Linked DNA regions of Mus musculus: regions 1, 2, 3, 4 and 5 are each linked to region 6. A link is a contact called in public HiChIP or PLAC-seq, Micro-C and promoter capture Hi-C data. All regions are on one chromosome and are shown on one strand. Each heading gives the region's core, a stretch centred on a gene start, on an enhancer-like site or on the middle of the called end of the contact. The rest is flanking DNA. Distances are from core to core; before and after follow the strand shown. Region 1 overlaps Rcor1 (REST corepressor 1). Region 2 overlaps Rcor1 (REST corepressor 1). Region 3 holds the start of Klc1 (kinesin light chain 1). Region 4 holds the start of Trmt61a (tRNA methyltransferase 61A). Region 5 overlaps Tecpr2 (tectonin beta-propeller repeat containing 2). Region 6 holds the start of Cdc42bpb (CDC42 binding protein kinase beta).

Region 1 (3,462 bases), core at 474-2,973, 290 kb after region 6:
ACACAGTGAGATCCAATCAAAAAATAAAGAAGTGGCAGGAGCAACAGTCCAGCAGGCCAGAGCACTGGCTGCTCCTGCAGGACTCAGGGCCAAGTCCCAGCACCCACACAGCAACTGACAATTATCCCTAACTCCAGTTCTAAGGGTCCAAAGGGCACAAATACACTTAGGTGGACAAACATTTATACACATAAAGTAAAATAAATAAATCTAAAAAAATAACTCATCAAAAGGGCTGGAGAGAAGGCTCAGAGGTTAAGAGTCAGCTCTTCCAGGTCCCGAGTTCAATTCCCAGCAACCACATGGTGGCTCACAACCATCTGTAATGGGGTCTGATGCCCTCTTCTGCTGTGTCTGAAGACAGAGACAGAAAAACAACAAAGGTAAGACAGTTTGCTAAGTCAATGATGGTGGTATCTGCCCCCAAAAGTAGAGACAGCACAGGCCAGCTATGTTCATGAAGGGTCAGGATCCAATCCAAGCTCTGCCTCTATTTACTGCGCAAAAAAAGTCAAGACTGACCTTGAACTTGTGGCAATGCTTTTAGTGCTTCGCTATAGCAACTTATAGGTTTCTACTATTTAATAAAAATTTCGGTTACTATCATTTTGGATTTACCTTCAAGACTGTGACCCAAAGGACTGGGCTTTAAAAAATTAAAATGTGGTCTGGCAAGGTGGCTTTGAGGTAAAAAGAAGCACTCATTGCCAGTCCTCACACACACATGAACCCTGGAACAAGGAGAGGGTCAATGCAGCAAGCTTCCCTCTGACCTCTACACCTGCAACAGTGTGAATATACACACCCAAAATTTAAATAATTAAAACTAAAGTGCAGTTGTTCAAGGTAGTGTGCCTAGAGAGCAGCCAAGTTTCCCAAACCAGCCAATGCCAGCTACCATGAAGACAGAGTTGCTCCGCTCTCATGTCCACCAACCTAGCCTTGCCTTGCCTTGCCTTTCCTTTCCTTTCCTTTCCTTTCCTTTCCTTTCCTTTCCTTTCCTTTTTCATCTATTTGTTTGTGACAGTGTCTCTCTACGTAGCCCTGGATGTCCTAGAACTTGCTATGTATGTAGGCCAGGCTCGTCTTAAACCCAGAGACCCCAACTGTAATTTGTTTTGAACACTGAGTGTCCACTGTCCCCAGCAGAGCTCGGTCGCCTAACTGGGAACATCAGCCACGGGCATCCACTCTTCTTGCTTTTCTTGAAATGTTCTTCGGAGTTAGTTACACAAATACTAATTTTGGTAGGCCTCTCTGCTACACTACCTGGTCCTCACTTCTCTGATTTTCTGAGAGAGGTGGACACCTACCCCCCACCCTACTTTGCACAGGACAGCATTTGGTACAAGCGATGAAATGGGAGATATGCATTAGCTAAAAACTCCCTCATGGTTAAAAGCCCTTCCATGAAAATAAACTTTCCGCCTAAGAAAATCAACTCTGCTCTCATAAGAACAAAAGCTTACAGGAGCTTAAAGGAAATGAAATGGCTCAGGAGAAACACAAGTCCCCTGAGGATCTCTCCAGGGGAGAGTCCGTGTCTGTCTCTGTAAGGGGCTGAGGGGTCCTGTGCAGAACCTCTTGGGGACCAAGGCAGGAGGTCCACAGAGGTCACACAGCTTAAGCAGCAGCACAGTGGCTCTGTCCCCAGGGCATCCTGCCCACGCTTGGGAGAGGAGAGGCCTGTCGCTGACTGACTACTCCCACTGACACCCGCCTGCAGGTCAGAAGCCTCAGACTCAGCACTGGGCAGACTCCGTCTGCGCTGACATCACCACCATGGCGCAGTGCAGGGCTGTTTACTTGACAATTATATCCAAACAGGCCTGGAGAACCACCTGATATTAACTCTGATGGTGACAGATCTGCACCACTGTGATCATAAAACAGAGACTGTATTAATCCATGGCTTTTTAGGGTTGCAGTACTCACTCACTATTTGGTGTAGCTTGAACAGAGTAAAATACAGCATGATCAAAGGAATGTGATAGAGGCCAAAGGCAAGTAACAAAATATGCCTTGGCTTGCGCTTTGTTTCTATGTTAATATTTTTAACCCAATGAAACAAAGTCCTTAGAGTAGCAAGAGTTTCAAATTCAATTGCAAAAGAAAGAACAGATGAAAGCTGCTATGGTAACCAATTCACCCTTCCCTCCCCCAGACACTGCAGATTCAGAAACTGTCATCCTGAGTCGGTTACAGAGTAGGAGGCTCAGACCATAAGGCAGGCTGAGGACAAAGCTTATGGTCTTAATGGAGCTTAGAAAAAGACTATAACGGTTTGCAGTGGCACTAGGTACTGCAAAGGAAACACTACAGTAATTTCTGTCATGGCTTAAAATTGAGACTGCCAAACATTTCTAAAGAATGTAATAACAAGATTGGAGATGCTGCTCAGTAGAGCGTTATGCCTGGTGTGCACAAGGTTCTGGGTTCAATCCCCAGAACAATGGAGTATGATAAAAAAAAAAAGACCATGGCATTTCCTTTTATTATTATGAAAGAAGTTATCCCTAAGACTCACATAGAAGCAAAAGGAACATTTACGTACAACAGTTCTGCCACCTGGTGGACAAAGACATTACTACAGCCAACATCTGAACCCTGACTATCTTGAAGGAACAAGAGAAGGCAAGTCAGAAACAAGATAACTATGCTGTTTGTTACTATTCCCACTGCGTGCGTGCCCATTCCCCAGCCACCAGTGAAGACCACCATGGAGAGACAAGAGATGACTGCTCCATCCCAGCGCACAGCGCAGGAGGCTAAGTTCTCTTCAGGTCTTAAGTGTACTTCTCTGTAACTGGATAATTCTGTCCTCTTTTCCAGAACTCACATTTGCATATCAGTGTAAGAGTGAGCAGACCAGGCACACCTTTACCCTCAGCCCTCAGGAGGCAGGTGAGTCTCTATGCGGCCAGTTTGGACGTCACTGTGAATTCCGGACCAGCCAGAGCTACATGGTGAGACCCTGTCTCAAAATAGTCAGACACACACACATCCCTTCAACTCTTCCAGACCTGTCCCTAAGCAGGGAGCTGAACACTCACAGCAACCTTATTAACTGTGTGTACTTGGCTGTGCACGAAATAATTCAAAGACTCAAGATCTGCCTGGCTTTAATAGGGAGGGTGGGGTAGAGGGCGGCATAGACTAAGACAGTGCGTCATCTCTCTATTCTTGAGCAGAATGGAAAGAAAGCAGCCTTGGCTTCTCCTGAGAAACTGCTAGCTGAACTCCTTTGCTCGACTACAGAACAAGGATGAGACTCTTCGTCAGTCCTTCATAGAGTATTAGGAAAACATTTAAGATACACACGTGTAAACAATTATCAAATCAACTCTGTCACAACATTTCTTTTTTGCAGTGCTAGAAATCACACCTGAAGTTCCTTCCATCCATGACAGGCAAGTGCTCTCCTACTGAACACAATCCCTTTTATGTTTCTTTTCTCAGTCC
Region 2 (3,414 bases), core at 709-3,208, 310 kb after region 6:
GAGAAGAGAGAGGATCAAGAGTTCAAGGCCAAAGATACTTGCTGAGTTTGAAGACAGCCTTTGTTACAGGAGATTAAAACAAAACAAACAAACAAAACTACAACAAAAACCAACTCAACAAAACTGACTAGTGAGAACTACAGAAGTGGGCAAGAGATGGCTCAGTGGCTAGGAGAACACACTGCTCATCTTGAGGCTCCGAGTTCAATTCCCAGCACCCACCCAGCTGGCTTACAGCTCCCAGGGATCTGACCCCTGACCTCTGCAGGCACTGCACTCAATGCACACAGATAGATCTTTTTATTTTTAATGTAAAGAGAGAAGCAGAGGCAGGTGCTACAAATAAACAGAGAAGGCAGTTCATAAACACTAAGGCTCTGAATCAAGACAGCAGCATGGTGGGGACTCCCAGCTTCTAAGTGTGTGAGATGACTGGACGTGTGCACATACTCCTTACAGGCTCTGCCCTAAGAGAGAGATAGACCATCAACACCCTGACAGCATATGTTCCTATCTGATGCTCAGATCTTGATTTCTTTTTTTTTCTTTTTTCTTTTTTTTTTTTTTAGTTTTTCGAGACAGGGTTTCTCTTTGTAGCCCTGGCTGCCCTGGAACTCACTCTGTAGACCAGGCTGGCCTCGAACTCAGATATCCACCTGCCTCTGCCTCCCGAGTGCTGGGTTTAAAGGCATGCGCCACCACACTCAGCAGATCTTGGTTTCTCTAGTAACTCATCTCCACTATAAAAGAAACGACTGCTCCTTACAGAAATAACTGATATCAGGAATGCATAGGAAAACATAAGATAAATACACTAACAAGCAATGACGCATGCAAAACCTGAAGTTCAGCATAACTTCTGAAAAGGACGTTATCTTCAAGGGTCACATTTGGAGTAATGTGGGCACCAAATAAAAACCAGTAGTTACTGGAGCAGCAGAGATGGCTCAGTGGGTAAGAGCACTTGATCTTGCAGAGGACCTAGGTTCAGTTCCCAGTAACCACAATCCACGCTATGTATGCTTTCTGAAATCAAGTCATCTCTCCATCAATAGTATTATTACCCACTCAAAAATTATAATTCAACAGATTTAACCAAATAAAGAAACAGGTATCTTAACATCCACAGGCCTCCGGACTAGTCACTCACATCTAAGACGGGAGAACTGGGAAAGACCACTTTGAGATCCTATGTACACACTGGGTCATGGCAACTGTCACATTAAATCTACACACACCACAACTTAATATCTAAGGGGATAGGCTTTCAGAAAATTATTTCAATTATTCCCCTTCCATTTCAAACATTTAATCAATTACTGCAAGTAAGACTAGAGCCTAAACAAGACTAGCTATTTTACCACAGAAGAGTTCATAATCTTGGAGTTGTAATTTTAAACTACCCTGCTTACCTCCCCTACTAAAGGCAAATACCAAACACTTTGCCTCTTCTACCACCCATCCACCCATCCATCCATCCACCCACCCATCCATCCATCCATCCATCCATCCATCCATCCATCCATCCATCCATCCATCCATCCATCCATCCATCCATCCATCCATCCATCCATCCATCCATCCATCCATCCATCCATCCATCCATCCATCCATCCATCCATCCATCCATCCATCCATCCATCCATCCATCCATCCATCCATCCATCCATCCATCCATCCACACATCCATCCATCCATCCACACATCCATCCATCCATCCATCCATCCACCCATCCATCCATCCACCCACACATCCATCCATCCATCCATCCATCCATCCATCCACCCACCCACCCACCCATCCATCCATCCATCCACTCACTCACTTATTTTTCTGCAGTACTAAGGACAAAACCCAAACGCTGTATGCTAGGCAAGCTCTCTACCATACCCCAGACTTTCAAATGCTTTTTAATGAGAACATTTTAATATATTGCAAGCTACATCTGCCTAGCAACAGGTTATAAACGTATGTTATCCTACTTCTGTTCCCATGGAAACAGTCATGAACAGAGCTGGGGCAGCTGTATGAATCAGGAAAAGAATCCCAAGAGAATCATAAATCAGCTTGGGTAGAAAGCAACGCTCCAAAGGTAAAAATACTGTCCACTGTGCTCCCATCAGAACCCACAAATTCCAAAAACCCTTCCATTGTGATCTCCTTCTTAACCCTGCCACAGCCCAGCTTCAGCAGCGACATCTCTGCCTGCACTGACACTGACCTCAGACTCTCTACTTGTGTTCCACTCCCAGAACTGGTCACAGATTTCTTGGTATTTATGACCTAGCAAATTTGTCAAAATAACTTGAAAACAAGGTAGAAACTGCTTTACATTGTAAATCTGTAATCTGGAAGAAAGCTAAATGGTCTTATTGGCTTTGTAAACTCCTCTTTTTTTTAAGTACTGACAGTTAAGGAAATAGAAGTGTACAATCCAAATTTTGGAAAAGACAACTGTAAGCTTAAATATTTATTTCTGGTGCTTAAAATTAAGAGAACTAGCCAAGTGGTTAATTTACTTACTTACTTAATTAATTAATTAACTAAAAGAACCCAAGACTCAAGAGGCAGAGGCAGGTAGATTTCTGAGTTTGAGGCCAGCCTGGTCTATAGAGTTCCCTGTTTCAAAAAACAAAAACAAAAAGATTAGAACTCTAAAAAAACAAAAACCAAAATACCAAAAAAAAAAACCCCAAAGTTCTGCCAAAGCAGCCATAGAAAACAAATGAACAGGGGGATTTTACATTGTTGAAAATTTTTTTTTAATTTGATAGGATCCTGTGTGGCCCACCCAGCCTCAAGCATCTAATTCTCCTGCATCTGCCTCTTAATGCAGGCTGTGTGCTGCTCTCCACACATGGGCAAGATAACTTCTTTTCTTTTTTTTTTTTTTTTTTTTTTTTTTTTTTTGGTTTTTCGAGACAGGGTTTTCCTGTGTAGCCCTGGCTGTCCTGAAACTCACCTGTAGACCAGGCTGGCCTCGAACTCAGAAATCCACTACCTCTGCCTCTGTGTCCCAAGTGCTGGGATTAAAGGCATGCACCACCACCTTAGATAACATCTTAGATAACTTTTCTATAAGCTGTAAAAATACTAATCACATAAAGGAATTATTGGTGAGCAAAATCTGTTTGAAAAAATAACCTTTCTGGGCTGGAGAGATGGCTCAGTGGTTAAGAGCACTGGCTGCTCTTCCAGAGGTCCTGAGTTCAATTCCCAGCAACCACATGGTGGTTCACAACCATCTATAATGGGATCTGACGCCCTTTCTGGTGTGTCTGAAGACAGTGACAATGTACTTCCATAAAATAAAAAAATAAAAACCCTTTCTCCTGACAGACAAACAAACAAGAACTAGATATGGCTCAGAATTCACTATGAGAGGCTGAGACTTTTGAGATCAGAGGGTTGAG
Region 3 (3,195 bases), core at 440-2,939, 380 kb before region 6:
TCAAATTTCCTACCACAACTGAGGCCTATAGGCCTCCATGTAGAAGATCCCTAACTATGGCATGCTTAGGAGACTCAAGGTTGATCGAGTTTCCTAATGGGGTTTCACTGTCCTATTACAAAGCATTCCAGGCTAATTCTGACCTAAGGCTTTGTCATACCGTATAAAGAGCCTTGGAATTTAAGTAATGCAAAGAATCAAAAACATAGCAGTTTAAATGGTATATAAATTTCTTGTTCTCATGCTTTTTAAAGACATCATTTTTGCAAGTACACCAGATCACCAATAACATAACAGTAGCAGGTAGTAGCAATTCCAACACAACACAGCTGGAAACGGCCTGCAAACTTCATTATAATGCCATCCACTCGGTCACATATTAATATTACTTTATTAACACCTTAATTTTTTTTTACGGGAAGGGGGCTCCACATGTAACAAGGAAAAGCACTCCAGGCCGGGCACATTCAGGTCACAGGGAGATTCCACACCCGGCCACTGAAAGAAAGAGACTGGCTGGCCACTGGCCATGGACCACAGCATGACAGCACGCCACCCAGGGCGGTGCCGGGGAGAGGTGGGGGCTAGAAGGGCGGGGAGGCCTGAGACAAAGCCAGTCGGCTGACCCCCAACACACACACTACCACCACCACCACCTCTTCAGGACCTCAGCAGACAGGCTTTGGGTCCCTTAAGCCCACAGCTGCCATTGGAAGGCCGCCCCCGCCCCGAGGCCCGAGTCAGGGCGGGGCCCTGAACACAGATGGGACAGAAGCCTGAGGGACACAGGAGGGGAGTGGAAGAGAAGGGGCAGGAACAGAAGTCTAGAGTGCAGGCAGAGAGAGCTGAGCCCCAAACCTAGAGGGTCACGGACGAAGAAGGGACAAGGACCTCAACTCAGAGAGGGACAGGCAGAGATAGGACAGGACCCGAACCAGAACAGGAAGGGAAGGGAGAAGAGCCTCAGCCTGGATGTACAGGCAGAGAGATGACGACAAAGACCCCAGCCAGGAGGGGCGCAGCCAGTGACAGGGAAGGGACCCAAAGCAGGGGCGCAGGTAGACAGGGACAAGGACCGCAGATTGGAGGAGCGCAGAGAGGTGACAAGAGACCCGAGCCTAGAAAGGCGCAGGCGGAGAAAGGACAGAAACCCCTGCTGGATGTGCACAGGCTGAGAGAGGACAAGGACCGCAGACTACTGGCGCGCAGGCAGAGGTGACAAGAGACCGGAGCACGGAGGGGCGCGGACGGAGCGGAGAGGAGAGGGAACCCCAGGGTGCAGACAGGGATGGAAAGGCCAGGGAGGGGACTGGGTTCGGGCGGAGGAGCAAAATCGCAGCCTGGAAGGGCCGGGTGCAGATGCGGCGGTGGACGGAAAGGTCCAGAAGCCTCAGCCCGGAGGATGCAGGCGGGAAGGGGTCGCGGCCGCGTCTGGAGCACTGCGCACCAGCCGCGCGGAGCCCGGGGCGGGGCGGGGACCAGGCCGCGCACTCACCGTCCGATCGGGAGAGTCGCGCTCGTCGCGCTGTCACAGGCCGAGGCCGCGCAGAGCCCAGCCGCCTCAGCAGCAAGCGGCGCCTCCGCAGCCGCCCCGCAGCATCCTCACCCTGACCCGCGCTCCGCAGCCTCGCGCCACCCTCCGCCGCCGAAAATGGCGTCGCCGGCGCCGCGCCCGCCCCACAATGCTGTGCGCCGTGACGTCACCCGCCCTCGCGCCGCCGGGCGGGGCTCAGGGGAAACTGAGGCTGGGGTCCGCAGCCCGGAGCTCTCCAGGAGCCTCTCTAATCTGTGTGTGGTGGCCTCAGACCGGGAGGCTTCCCTCGCCGCGCCTCCACCCGTGGAGGACGGGAAGATCGCCAGGCGGCCAGGACCCACCCTCTGCGGCTCGCTCCTGGCCGCAGCTCTCGCTCGACCTCCAGCCTGGCCCAAAGGGCAGGCTTGCCAGCTCAGGTTGCTCCTGAGCCTCGCACAGCCGCCTGGCACCCCAACTGCAGGCCTGACTCAGCAGCGGGTTGGAGGGGACGCTGAGTCAGTGGCAAGGCCGAGCTTGCCTGCCACCGGCTTGGGAACCCTCCAGGTGCCTTTAGACGTTTCCAGAATGGCGCGGTTGTATTACTAACGGGGAGGGGTTGCGAATGCCCACAGCCTCCCCACCTTGGGAAACGCTTCCCTCTTCTGATGGTATTGCCCAGAACCTGCTGCGGTCCTCCACCCTGCACTTATACCTACCAACATCAGGGAGGCAGGTGCTTTTGATCTTAACAAGCAGATCCAGTTACTTTGACCTCCTAGAAAATTCAAAGGCTGGCCAATAAAGGGGCAGCTCCCGTGGGGAGCGCAGCAGCCCATGTTGGCCTAAGGAGAGGCTGTGGGTTCAGTCTTTACTGCAGGCTTCACTTGCCCCAGCACACAAACTGCTGCTTGGATGTTGGGTGTCGCCGGCTCTTCAGCCACTGCCATACATCTGAACAAAGCATATGACGGCCCCTGCCCAGGTGGTGTTGGAAAGAAAAGAGTAGGCTAAGCGGGAGCCCATTTCTTTCCCATGGGTCAATCACTGCCCCTCCGAGTCCTGTATATGCACACACTTCTTCAGCAAGCAAAGGGCTTTTTTGTTTCATCTGTCCCTGCCATTGCTTTGTTCAAGCTTTATCATCTCGTTCTTTTGCCCCTTCAACTGATATCCACTAAGTTCCCAAGGTTCTCACAGGAAGACCCAGGTACATAAAGTGGCAGATGGTGTCTGCTGGCCAGCTCCCATTCCAATGAGAAAAAACAAGCTCAAACAGAATCTGACTTGTTGAAAACAGTAAAATTGCAGGCAGAGTGGTGAGGGAGTGGCACATGACCCAAACTCCAAGGTCAGAAAATTGTGCTGACACACACAGGAAAGAACAGGACCACGGAACCAGCGTAGAACACTCCATTAAATCTTGAGACAGGAGCACCCCTGCTGTGTTGGGGAGGAGGAAAGACCAAGCTAATCAACCCTGCTGCAGACATACATCACTCTCAGCATGAGCATAAAACTCCTTAGCTTGGTCTACAAAGGCCACAGGACCTAGTTGTACTAAGGTCACTTTACCCTGTCCCTAGCTGCCCTCACCTGTCCTTTAGTTTTCTCTGCCACACCCAGTTCAACATCCCCCTGCCTAGACTGTTGTGTGACTTCCCATGGAGAAATAAAGAGACATC
Region 4 (3,054 bases), core at 542-3,041, 300 kb before region 6:
GTTTGCACCACCACTGCCTGGCTTCTTCTACTCATCCTTATAGCTGCTCCCTCCACAGCTCCAAGTACCCAGGCTTGGTGACCACTTCCAGCAAGGTTCCTCACCAAAGCACTGGTTCCAACCTCCTGCCTGTCCTGTCTTTCAGAGGGCGGAGAAGGGACCGGGTACCACATGGGAGCACAGGATTGTGTTGCCCGAAACAGGGCAAAGGCCTGAGACAGGATAGCATATCCCCTAATGCAAGGTACAAAAGGAGAGCTGTCAGAGCTGACCTGCTATCCGCTCTCTCGCTTCAGAGGGAAAGAATAGAAAGCCAGCAACAACCGGGAGAATGGGAACTCTTGTGACTCTGGACCTCAGCCTCTTAGCCCACAAGAAACACACCACCAAGGATCTAGCCATCTGATCCCCGGGGTCATTCTTGGCAGAGGTGTATGCCTAGATTGCTGCATCCAGTGGCCTCAGTACCTAAGGGTGGGCATGTGAGAGACAGCTAGCTCAGACCCTTCTAGCTACCACCTGGCCTCGTATCAGTGACAGTGCTAATCTTCGATGGAACTAGGGAAGGGCCTGGCTGTAAGTGTGGGACAGACTTCTCTCTGCAATGAGCTCTGGAGTATCCAGCCTCCCTCCAGGAAGGGGCAGCTGGCCTAGAAAAAAAGCAGTCAGCACCTTGGCCAGCATCAAGCAATCCCAGCTCCGACCTCATAGGGCACCTCCTCCTCTTTCTTCTCCAACCCAGGTTAGCTCCCATCAGCTGCCATTTCGATGACAGCAGCTAGTACTGCTTCTGGCTTCACTCCCTGCAGCCACACCCTCCCTTGCAAGCGGAGTTGCTAAATAAAAGCTAGAAGAACCAAGTAGTTCAGCGCACAACTGCAGGAAGGATCGGCTGCAAACCGTCTTATCTGAGCTCATACCAGAGGAGCTCACCTGATTCACAGACCACAGAACCGGGACGCAGCTCCAGCATCATGGTGATCAAGGCAATGTCGGTGGAGTAGAGGATCTGCGTGCGGTGGGGCAGGTTCACTGTCCAGAGCTCAGGAGTGGGGTGCAGCACATACACCCAGCCGCCTCTGCTGCAAATCACCTTGGAGCCAAATGGGCGGCCAATGAGGTCCACCGAGTGCCTCAGGACGCCATGCCGGGTCTGGGTCTGTGCCCCACGCTGCACACGCACTGCTACCATCGAGCCGTGCCCCAGTGACAGGATGGCTGTGTCGCCTTCCTTGATCAGCTCCTCGTATGCCACGAAACTCATGGTGTTAACGTTTGCCAAGGGTCAGGGACCTGGAGAAGTGGTGTGTGGACGTGAGGTCAGAGGACCAGGAGGCAGGATGAAGATCTGTGGTCTGGACAGAGAGGTCTGTGGGGCCTGGGTTCTGAGCAGGGTTAGCGGACTTGCTTAGCCAACCCAACAGAGCTGCACTCTAGCCTAACATATGGAGCCCTTCTGGAGGTCTCTATTCTCGGAGTACACAAGAGAGTGCACAGCGACAGGAGCCCAAGGATTCCCACACATGAAGAACCAGAATCCCCTAGTGTGAAGGCGGCAGCCTCTGATAGCGTGCACAGCAGGGGAGAGAAGCCACCTCCGAGCCCGGAATCCCCGTAGCCCCTTGCCCAGAGTCTCCACGGAGGGCTCCCGACGGCAGGGAAGGCTGGCCTCCCGCCGAACAGCACGGGACCTGCCAGCAAGCCCGGAGCGCCGCTCCCAGCTCGGAAACTCACGCAGCATAAACCGGCTCCCGGCTCCACACGTGGCTCCACGGCGGCCGTAGCACTTCCGGTGCTTTTTGATGACGTCAAACCAACGCAGGGCTCTCTGGGAGTCGCCGCGCTGTCCTTTGCGTGCTCCCAGAGGACCTTTTCTGGCTGGCGTCTCTTCGGCTGTGTTCTTCTGTGCAGGCTTGCACGTTGCCTAAGAGATCCGAGCGCTGTGCGAAATAAAAGTCCCCTGCTCGCCCGCGGCCTGTCCGCGCGCGGCCTTTTAGGGCTGCCCGGTGCACGAAGTGTCTGCCCGCGGGATACGCATGACCCTAAAGAGCACTTTGACAACTATGTAACCCCAGGACCTCCCTACTATGGCCCACCAGGACATTTTTGTCATTGCAAACAGCTCTGAAACACCCTGTCTGGGCTCCAGAATAAATGCCATAAAGTGGAAACGCAGGCAAAGGGATGAGGGTTAGCTCAAAGACTTTGGCTAGGGCTGGGCCGAGTAAAAGGAGTAGAGTTAGTCTGGAGTATTCTGCAAAAGTGGCCCTAGGCCAGGTCCTGCCTGAGGGGGAGGGCACAAAGCGTCCCTTTCCAGGATCCCTGGCATCTTGAGAGCCTATGAAGTGAAGGAAGATTCTTCCTCCGGGTGTGCAGTGGAGAGGGGAGTAGGCAGGCATGGGGCAGAGAGAGTGGAGAGCCTTCCTGCACACCTCAGCTGGTAGAAAAGAAGAGAAGGAAACGTTAGCTATGCAGAACCAGCAGCAGTGACCAGCTTAAGGCTGCACTCTCCATGAAGAGACTTTGACCCAGCCTGCCTTTTCTAGAATCCCGCCAGCCTATAGGGATCCTCTGGGGCCAGGCTAGGCCAACCTGTGATGTCCTTGCCCTAGAAACTCAGGTGCCTGACTTCAGACCTCCTCAAATTTCTGCCCTGATTGACCTTAGTATGATAGCCCTGGAAGGACAGACAGTGAGGGTTTTTCTTGGTCGCCCATGTCTTCAGCTGAGACATCCCAGCCATATCCACAGCCCCACAACCCTTTTCTTTCTTTTTTTCGTCTTTATTGAATAATTTATTTACATTTCAAATGTTTTCCCCTTTCCAGGACTTCCCTTCAGAAACTCCTTATCCCATCCTCCCTGCCCCCACAACCCCTGTTCTAACAGGGTACTTCATTCCCTTGGTGGTGCACAGCCCAATACACATCCTAATTGCCCCTCTGGAGAGTTAGACTTTTCACTTCTCCTGGGAGGTTCCTCTTCCTCAGCTTCTCGGTGGCATGGAGACCAGGCCTGATTACATCCCCACCCAACCTATGAGTTCAACGGGGG
Region 5 (3,305 bases), core at 790-3,289, 420 kb after region 6:
AGGAAAATAATATACAAAACCAATAAAACCAAAGATGGTATTTTAAAAAGAAGATAAAGTGGACAAAGACTATGATGAGCTGAGAAAAACGCGGAGCAGGAGGTGGCTTAGTGAGTCAGGCACCTGCGCGTAAGCACGGTGACCACAGTTCAATCTCAGAGCCCACGTGCAGTCAGGAGCGGTAGTGCGCATCTGTAATTCCAGCGCTCCATGGAAAGATGGGAGGCTGAGACAGGAGAATCCCTGGAAATTCCCCAGGCCAGCTGGCCTGCTGCACACCTGCTCAAACAAGGAGGAGGAAGAGGGACGCTGGACTTCTTCATACTCAGTGTCCATATTCATGTGCATCAAAGAACACACATATCATGCAAAAAAGGAAAGAAAAAAATAAATTATTAAAATCAGAAATAAAAGAGGATATTCCTACAATCATACAGAAATAAAAGGAAGAGAATACCATATATAAGAATACCATATGGAAACTGGATGCCAATAAGTTAGATGACACAGATGAACAAATTACTAAAAACCAGAAACTGCTCAATCTGAGTCAAGACTAGAATAGACAGAGTAGGTAAGAGCCTGGGTCAGTCACAACGTGACTGGAGAGAAGGCTCGGCAGGTAACTGCGCTCTGCACAAACCTGATGACCTGCACTCCTCAGCTGGAGCCCACAACAGCAGGAGACCACCAGCTGAAAGCCGTCTCTGATTTGCACATGTCCACTGAGCTCACCACAGCACGCACATATCCACTATACACTCACAATAGTAATAATACAAAATAGATAAAGAAAATAAAAATTGAACAACTATAACAACAACGACAACGACAACTCTCATAAAGACATGCTCAGAACCTGAGTTGGAACTTCAATAACCATACTGGGCAGCTCACAACCACCAGTAACTGGAGCACTGGGAGATCTAACGCCTCCTTTAGACCTCTTTGGGCACATACATGGTAGATACCCACATAGACACATAAACATAAAAAAAAAAAACCAAAACTTAAAAAGGCAAGTTGAATTCCAAAGGCAGAGGCAGGTAAATCTTTGAGTTTGAGGCCAGCTTGGTCTACACAGTATGCCAGTTAGGGCTACATAGTATGACTCTTTCCTAACTAACACACACACACACACACACACACACACACAAGCCCAGGCTAATATTATTACCTTGATAAATTCTGACAAATGCTTAAAAACTCCATAACACCAATCCTCCATAAGCTCTTTCAAAACAGAAGAGAAGTATTTCAACAATGTCTTTCTTTAAAGCAGTGACGGGGACTGAGTGCAGGGCTTGCTGCATAGCTGGCAAAAGCTCTACTACTAAGTTATACCTCCAGTTACCTACAGAACAGGAAGGCAAAGATGAATGTTCCTCGGGAATGTGATGGTAAACTCCTCAATAGCACCAGAAAAGCAAACCTGACAGTATACACAACACACAGGGTTATGTATCACCACAGCATAGCATCTACCACAGGAATCAAAGCGCAGGAGAGCTGGGCAGTGGTGGCGCACGCCTTTAATCCCAGCACTTGGGAGGCAGAGGAAGGCGAATTTCTGAGTTCGAGGCCAACCTTATCTACAGAGTGAGTTCCAGGACAGCCAGGGCTATACAGAGAAACTCTGTCTCAAGGAGAAAGAAAGAAAGAAAGAAAGAAAGAAAGAAAGAAAGAAAGAAAGAAAGAAAGAAAGTAAGTACAGGAGAAGTTGTGTTCACTGGACTTGTTTTGGTGCTGTGACAAAATATCCCAGGGACCAAAGGAGGGAAGGGGCAGGTATGGTTGCACATGCCTGTTTTCCTGTTGGTGCGAGTTCAGGGCAAGCCTGGTTTGCATACAGAGTGCCAGACCAGCCAGTGAGACCCATCACAAACAAACAAACAAACAAACAAACAAACACCATTTGACATGGACTAAAAATAGAAAAATTTAGAAAAAACAAAATTGAGAGGCCAGTATGTAGAGAAACTGAAACTCTCAGATTCTGCTGGCAGAAGGCAAATGAAAGACTCATTGCAGAAAACAGGAAGTTCCTGTTTCTCAGAGAGCAAACTATTCTGCAGGATCACCCTGCAGAACGGAAGGAAGCGTCTCCCTAAGATTTGTAGGCAAATGTGGATGGGAGCCTTCACAGCAGCTAGAAAGCAGAAGCAAGCCAAATATCCATCAGCTGAGGCATGACTGAACGGTGGTCTCCACTGATGGAGTTATTATGTCATAAAAGCCCAAGAACTGAGGTGTGCTAAGACACTGACGAACTCTGAGCATATAACACCCAAAGGACGAAGTCTGATGATGGCAGATCCTTGGGAGGATTCCATTGATAGGCAATGTATAGACAAAGAAAGTAGGAAGTGATCAGGGCAGCCATAGGCTTTTGGGTTTGAGGTTTCTGAGGGCAAAGGAGTCTAATTGGTAGGATCTGCTCTTGAGATGATGAAAGTGTTCCAGGATCGCATAGTGGTGAGGCACAACTTTGTGAACACACTAAAAACAACCTGCAGTATCACATAGAGTACACTAGAGAAGGTAAGTTTTATGCTATGTAGGCAGGTTTATGTAGGCCTGGTTGTCTTCCAGACATGTAGACTAGGGTAGCCTGGTCACTGGTGGTCCGCCTGCCTCTGCCTCATGAAGGCTGGGAGTAAAGCGTGCACTAGCACACCAACCATTTCTTTTTTCTTTTTGGTTTCTTGATACAAGGCCCCACTTATCCCAGGCTGGCCTTGAACTCACTACATATTAGCCGAGGATGACTGTCAACTCCTTTTATTTCTACTTCCCCAAGTGCCAACATTAGCACACCTAGGGAGACTGGATCTTACTCTCAAGTTGCCCACAGTGACCCTGGTCTCACTCTGTACCAAGGCAATCCTTGAATTTGAGATCCTCCTGCCTCAGCCTCCTAAGCAGCGAAGGTTACAAGGCTGTACTATCAGGCCTGGCTGAATACTCTTAAATAATATAAAGTCATCAGTAAAAGAAAGACGAGAAGGGCTGTGTTGACAGTGAGTGGAGGAGGCCACCCACAGGCAGGTGCCAGGGACTTCAACAGTACAGCTGACAGCCAGCATCCAGGCCAAGCACGTGCAAGTGCTGAGAGTTCCTGTCAGGAACTCCTGACATGGCCGTCCTGTGCTCGGTAAGCTACTACATGCAGAGGAAGTGCAGGGCAGCGTTAGGATTCATTCTGTTTAAATTACTCTAGATTCTTTCCCGCCTCCATAAGGATGTCTTCCTGCCCCGTTCTCTCTAAACAAGATAACTTTACATCTTTCCCAACAGAGCTACAG
Region 6 (3,229 bases), core at 184-2,683:
CTGAGATTAAAGGCATGTGCCACCACGCAAGTATACTCACTGTTTCAAGTTCAAAGGAAGCTTACAGAGTACACCTGGGTCTGATCTGTCCCAGGGGTGGACGGCGTCCTAAAAGGCAGTGCGGAAACAGATCTGGGATGAGCAGACGCACTGAAGGCAGTTGGGTTGGGCACCTCAGACTGGTACCGGGGTGCAAGGGCAAAGTCCTAATTTGGAGGGATTAAATAGTCCAGCAGCATGCAATCAGAGAAGGGACTCAGAGTTGTCCGTTGGGAGTGGCTGGAAGTGTGACAGGGCCAGCCAAAGAAGACACTCTCGTGGGCAAGCTTACGGGACAAAGAAAAAGCAAGAGGGCTGTCAAGGAAAAAAAAATGCAGTTGGCTGCTCAGACTTTAGTTTTGGGTAGGATGATTCTCTTGGGCTTTAATTTTTAAGTTTAAACAACTGGGCATCACACACATGCAGTAACTCGTGAATATACTTTATATGTGTATAGATTCCTTCACAATAATAAAGATCTGACAAGGGTTCGCTCTATCCAACCTACAATACCGGGCTATTTTGCCTGCGTCTTAAAAACTAAGTTAGATACACACACATACTGACGCGCGTGAATTTTGAGGGCAGTTTGGAGGCTTATGTGTGTGCTTCGTAACCCCAACCAAGTCATACATCATTCCCAGCAGGCAGGGACTCTTCAGTCGCTTCCTGCTGGAGTCGCCATTCGGCTTTCCACCCTGCGCTTTGCCTCAGGCTCCTCTCAGCTTCCGGCTTCCAAACCCCACCTGCCCCGCCTCTGCTGCACCACAAGCCCCCATTCTTTTGAAGCAACCTTGGGGTCCACAAAGGGCTCCTCCTCTGCGGAGGTTGGGGATGTCATAAGGGATGTTTTACATCAACCTTCTGAGCCGTCCAACTGAGTGAAAGCGGCGACTCGCCTGGAGACAACAGTCTACTCCCCACCAGGTCGACACCCTAATAATCAGTCACGGGGTAGACTCTGAACCGATGAGACAGGGCACTGCGCATCCCCAGCGGCGCGTGCCCAGTGGGGAGCGCGCGTCCAGCGGACCCCGGAGCCTCCCGGCAGGTGCCCCGCCCGCGTCTCCCGTGCGCACTGGGACCCAGAGCACTGTCGGTTCACAGCTCAGACGAGCTCAACCGAAACCCAGCAGTAATGACCCGGGGGTCGCGCCGGACAGCTGCCTCGCTAGGCCACGAGGGTCGGTCCCGAGGATCGGGAACAGAGCCGAACTATGGGACCCAGGGCGCACACAGCGCGGCTGGGCGCCCCGCCCGCGCTCCTGTGCGCGTGCGCCACCCGCAATCTCGGTTTCGCACTGGGTACCCCGCCCCACACCGTCCCTACGGCGAACCGCGAGGCCCAAAGAGCGGAGGATCGCCGCGGGCCGAGGGCGGGGCGTCGCGCTGAGGTCAGCGCGGCGGCGATCGGCCCCGCGGTGGTTGGCTGCGCCGCGCTGGCCGCGCCCTGGTTGGCTTGCAGGTCGCGGGCTGGGCGGCTGGCCGGGCTGAGGTCGGGGCTCGGGCGCCGGCCGGGTGTACGCGGTGCTGGGCTCCGCCGCGGTCCGGGTCGGTGACGGCGCGCGCGAGGGCGCGGCCAGGCGCCGAGGGCGGGGACGGCGTGCGGGCGGCGCCTAGGGGAGGAGACCGGCCCATGGACCCGCGGGGCCCGGTGCCCCAGACTCGGTGCCGCCGGGACGGAGCCCAAGATGTCGGCCTAGGCCGGGCTGCGACGACAAGGACTGTGCGGCTACTGGACGCCGGGGTGCGCGGCCGCCGGGCCGGGGAGTGCTGGCTCTGACGCCGGGGCGCACGGACGGAGAGAGGCCGGCGCGTGGGGAGCGGGCCGCGCGGCACCATGTCGGCCAAGGTGCGGCTCAAGAAGCTGGAGCAGCTGCTCCTGGACGGGCCGTGGCGCAACGATAGCGCCCTGAGCGTGGAGACGCTGCTGGACGTGCTGGTGTGCCTTTACACCGAGTGCAGCCACTCGGCGCTGCGCCGCGACAAGTATGTGGCGGAGTTCCTCGAGTGGGGTGAGTAAGGTGCCGCTCGCCCCCCTGCGCCTCTCACTGCTCGCACCCGCGCCGGGCCTCCCTGGTTCTGCGCTCCGGAGCCACATCCTCCGTTTGCACTCCCCCCACTCCCGGCCATCGCCCTGGCCGCTTCCTAGACCCACCCTCCCAGTCTGGATATCATTTCCTGCAGCGCTCCCTGGGATATCCGCCCTGCCCCCGCCCCGGACTAGCCTTTGGGGTCCAGAGTCGAGCCTGGAGCTACCCCTCCTAGCCCTAGACTCTACCGGGTGGGAGGGCAGCCTCTGTGCCTTTTGCACCTCCTCACCACCCGCCCCTGCTCGGTGGGCCTTCCGAAGGCTTCGTTCCACAGCCCAGCCCCTAGGACTCCACCCAGGTGACAGCCTGTCCACCTCCCCTTGATGTCCACGGCTTGAATATCCCTTTCTTTTAGCACGTCCGAGCAGTTTTTAACTGTTAAAGGTTTTATATAAAATACAAGAACCCTCCCCCAACACCCCCAACCCCCGACTCCCTAATTGTAACCGTGTCAGACTGGTGATATTTCGGGGTGTGTGTGACAGCTAGAACTGTCACTTAAAAACTTATACATCTGATCTTGGGTATTCGGTTCATCTAGGGATCTAATGCAGTAATCATAGATCGGATGATCTATTGTGCTTTATTAGGACGAATGCTTGATTAAGTCATTCATTGACAGTTCTCAAGACAGGCTACAGTGTAAGGTTTCAACCAACCCGGACAGTAATTTCCCCTTAAGACCCTCAGTTCCCTCACAAGGACTAAGGAGGAGGAAGTGTGATTTAGGTTCAGGTCCAGCTCTGTAAATCTTGTCCTTGGTTGCTTTCGTCATTGGGCTAAGACTGTGCAGTTTGAACCAGTCATTTCTAATCTTCCGGACAGATAAGGTTGATATTTACAGGAGGAAACAAATGTGTTCCACATGCAGGCCTCCTCCTCTAACCGAAATCTAGAGCTGTGTGTAGAACTTCATTGTCCCTCAGTTTTAGAGGGCTTCTGCCTGGTTGCTATTCCGTGAGATGTTGCTGCAGCTGCTTGAGAGCAGCTAGGGGAGGTGTGGGGGCTTTGTTGTGAGGGGCCTCTCTCTGCTCTTGGTCACACAGAGGACTGAGCCCTTCCTTGAGAGCACTGGCTCTCCGGAGACTTAGCAGTGA

The links. Promoter capture Hi-C pulls out the DNA fragments that hold promoters and counts their contacts. Hi-C and Micro-C count contacts between places; a contact is called where the count stands out from the background. HiChIP or PLAC-seq counts read pairs in DNA pulled down with a chosen protein or histone mark.
Region 1: a contact with region 6 is called in a promoter capture Hi-C map of hippocampal neurons, with 4 times the contacts expected there. The contact joins the enhancer-like site here to the promoter of Cdc42bpb in region 6. A contact is called at or near these places in 4 of 39 promoter capture datasets (3T3-L1-derived adipocytes, cranial neural crest, hippocampal neurons and 1 more), 4 of 484 Hi-C or Micro-C datasets (cochlea, forebrain, liver and 1 more) and 6 of 115 datasets of contacts at active chromatin or transcription factors (astrocytes, bone marrow-derived macrophages, embryonic forebrain and 3 more).
Region 2: a promoter capture Hi-C map of hippocampal neurons shows a contact between it and region 6, with 2.1 times the contacts expected there. The contact joins the enhancer-like site here to the promoter of Cdc42bpb in region 6. A contact is called at or near these places in 2 of 39 promoter capture datasets (cranial neural crest and hippocampal neurons), 1 of 484 Hi-C or Micro-C datasets (cochlea) and 2 of 115 datasets of contacts at active chromatin or transcription factors (extraembryonic endoderm stem cells and microglia).
Region 3: a contact with region 6 is called in a Micro-C map of embryonic stem cells, with 2.4 times the contacts expected there. The contact joins the promoter of Klc1 here to the promoter of Cdc42bpb in region 6. A contact is called at or near these places in 1 of 484 Hi-C or Micro-C datasets (embryonic stem cells) and 1 of 115 datasets of contacts at active chromatin or transcription factors (pancreatic cancer cells).
Region 4: a contact with region 6 is called in an H3K4me3 HiChIP or PLAC-seq map of embryonic stem cells, with 13 read pairs. The contact joins the promoter of Trmt61a here to the promoter of Cdc42bpb in region 6. A contact is called at or near these places in 2 of 484 Hi-C or Micro-C datasets (both in embryonic stem cells) and 3 of 115 datasets of contacts at active chromatin or transcription factors (embryonic stem cells and pancreatic cancer cells).
Region 5: a contact with region 6 is called in an H3K4me3 HiChIP or PLAC-seq map of bone marrow-derived macrophages, with 2.6 times the contacts expected there. The contact joins the enhancer-like site here to the promoter of Cdc42bpb in region 6. A contact is called at or near these places in 2 of 39 promoter capture datasets (cranial neural crest and embryonic stem cells), 1 of 484 Hi-C or Micro-C datasets (embryonic fibroblasts), 5 of 115 datasets of contacts at active chromatin or transcription factors (astrocytes, bone marrow-derived macrophages, embryonic stem cells and 2 more) and 1 of 9 other capture datasets (adipose tissue).

The regions. Positions count from the first base shown.
Region 1 is chr12:111,087,587-111,091,048 of GRCm38.p6, reverse strand. The region is part of intron 3 of Rcor1 (REST corepressor 1); the gene reads right to left. Among named protein-coding and RNA genes, the nearest start is that of Rcor1, 50 kb to the right of the region's middle. Within about 2 kb of position 1,723, at least 107 of the 459 cell types and tissues checked have an H3K27ac peak or open chromatin away from gene starts, as enhancers often do. A contact at or near this core is called in astrocytes, bone marrow-derived macrophages, cochlea and 4 more, where this site is marked.
Region 2 is chr12:111,062,990-111,066,403 of GRCm38.p6, reverse strand. The region is part of intron 2 of Rcor1 (REST corepressor 1); the gene reads right to left. Among named protein-coding and RNA genes, the nearest start is that of Rcor1, 25 kb to the right of the region's middle. Within about 2 kb of position 1,958, at least 9 of the 459 cell types and tissues checked have an H3K27ac peak or open chromatin away from gene starts, as enhancers often do. A contact at or near this core is called in hippocampal neurons, where this site is marked.
Region 3 is chr12:111,757,343-111,760,537 of GRCm38.p6, reverse strand. It overlaps Klc1 (kinesin light chain 1), which reads right to left and starts at 1,689. Exons shown (of 16, transcript NM_001025360.2): 1 at 1,496-1,689.
Region 4 is chr12:111,676,842-111,679,895 of GRCm38.p6, reverse strand. It overlaps Trmt61a (tRNA methyltransferase 61A), which reads right to left and starts at 1,791. Exons shown (of 4, transcript NM_001099793.1): 1 at 1,735-1,791; 2 at 934-1,293. The coding sequence starts at 1,264.
Region 5 is chr12:110,955,970-110,959,274 of GRCm38.p6, reverse strand. The region is part of intron 17 of Tecpr2 (tectonin beta-propeller repeat containing 2); the gene reads right to left. Among named protein-coding and RNA genes, the nearest start is that of Ankrd9, 21 kb to the left of the region's middle. Within about 2 kb of position 2,039, at least 9 of the 459 cell types and tissues checked have an H3K27ac peak or open chromatin away from gene starts, as enhancers often do. A contact at or near this core is called in bone marrow-derived macrophages, where this site is marked.
Region 6 is chr12:111,375,922-111,379,150 of GRCm38.p6, reverse strand. It overlaps Cdc42bpb (CDC42 binding protein kinase beta), which reads left to right and starts at 1,433. Exons shown (of 37, transcript NM_183016.2): 1 at 1,433-2,054. The coding sequence starts at 1,880.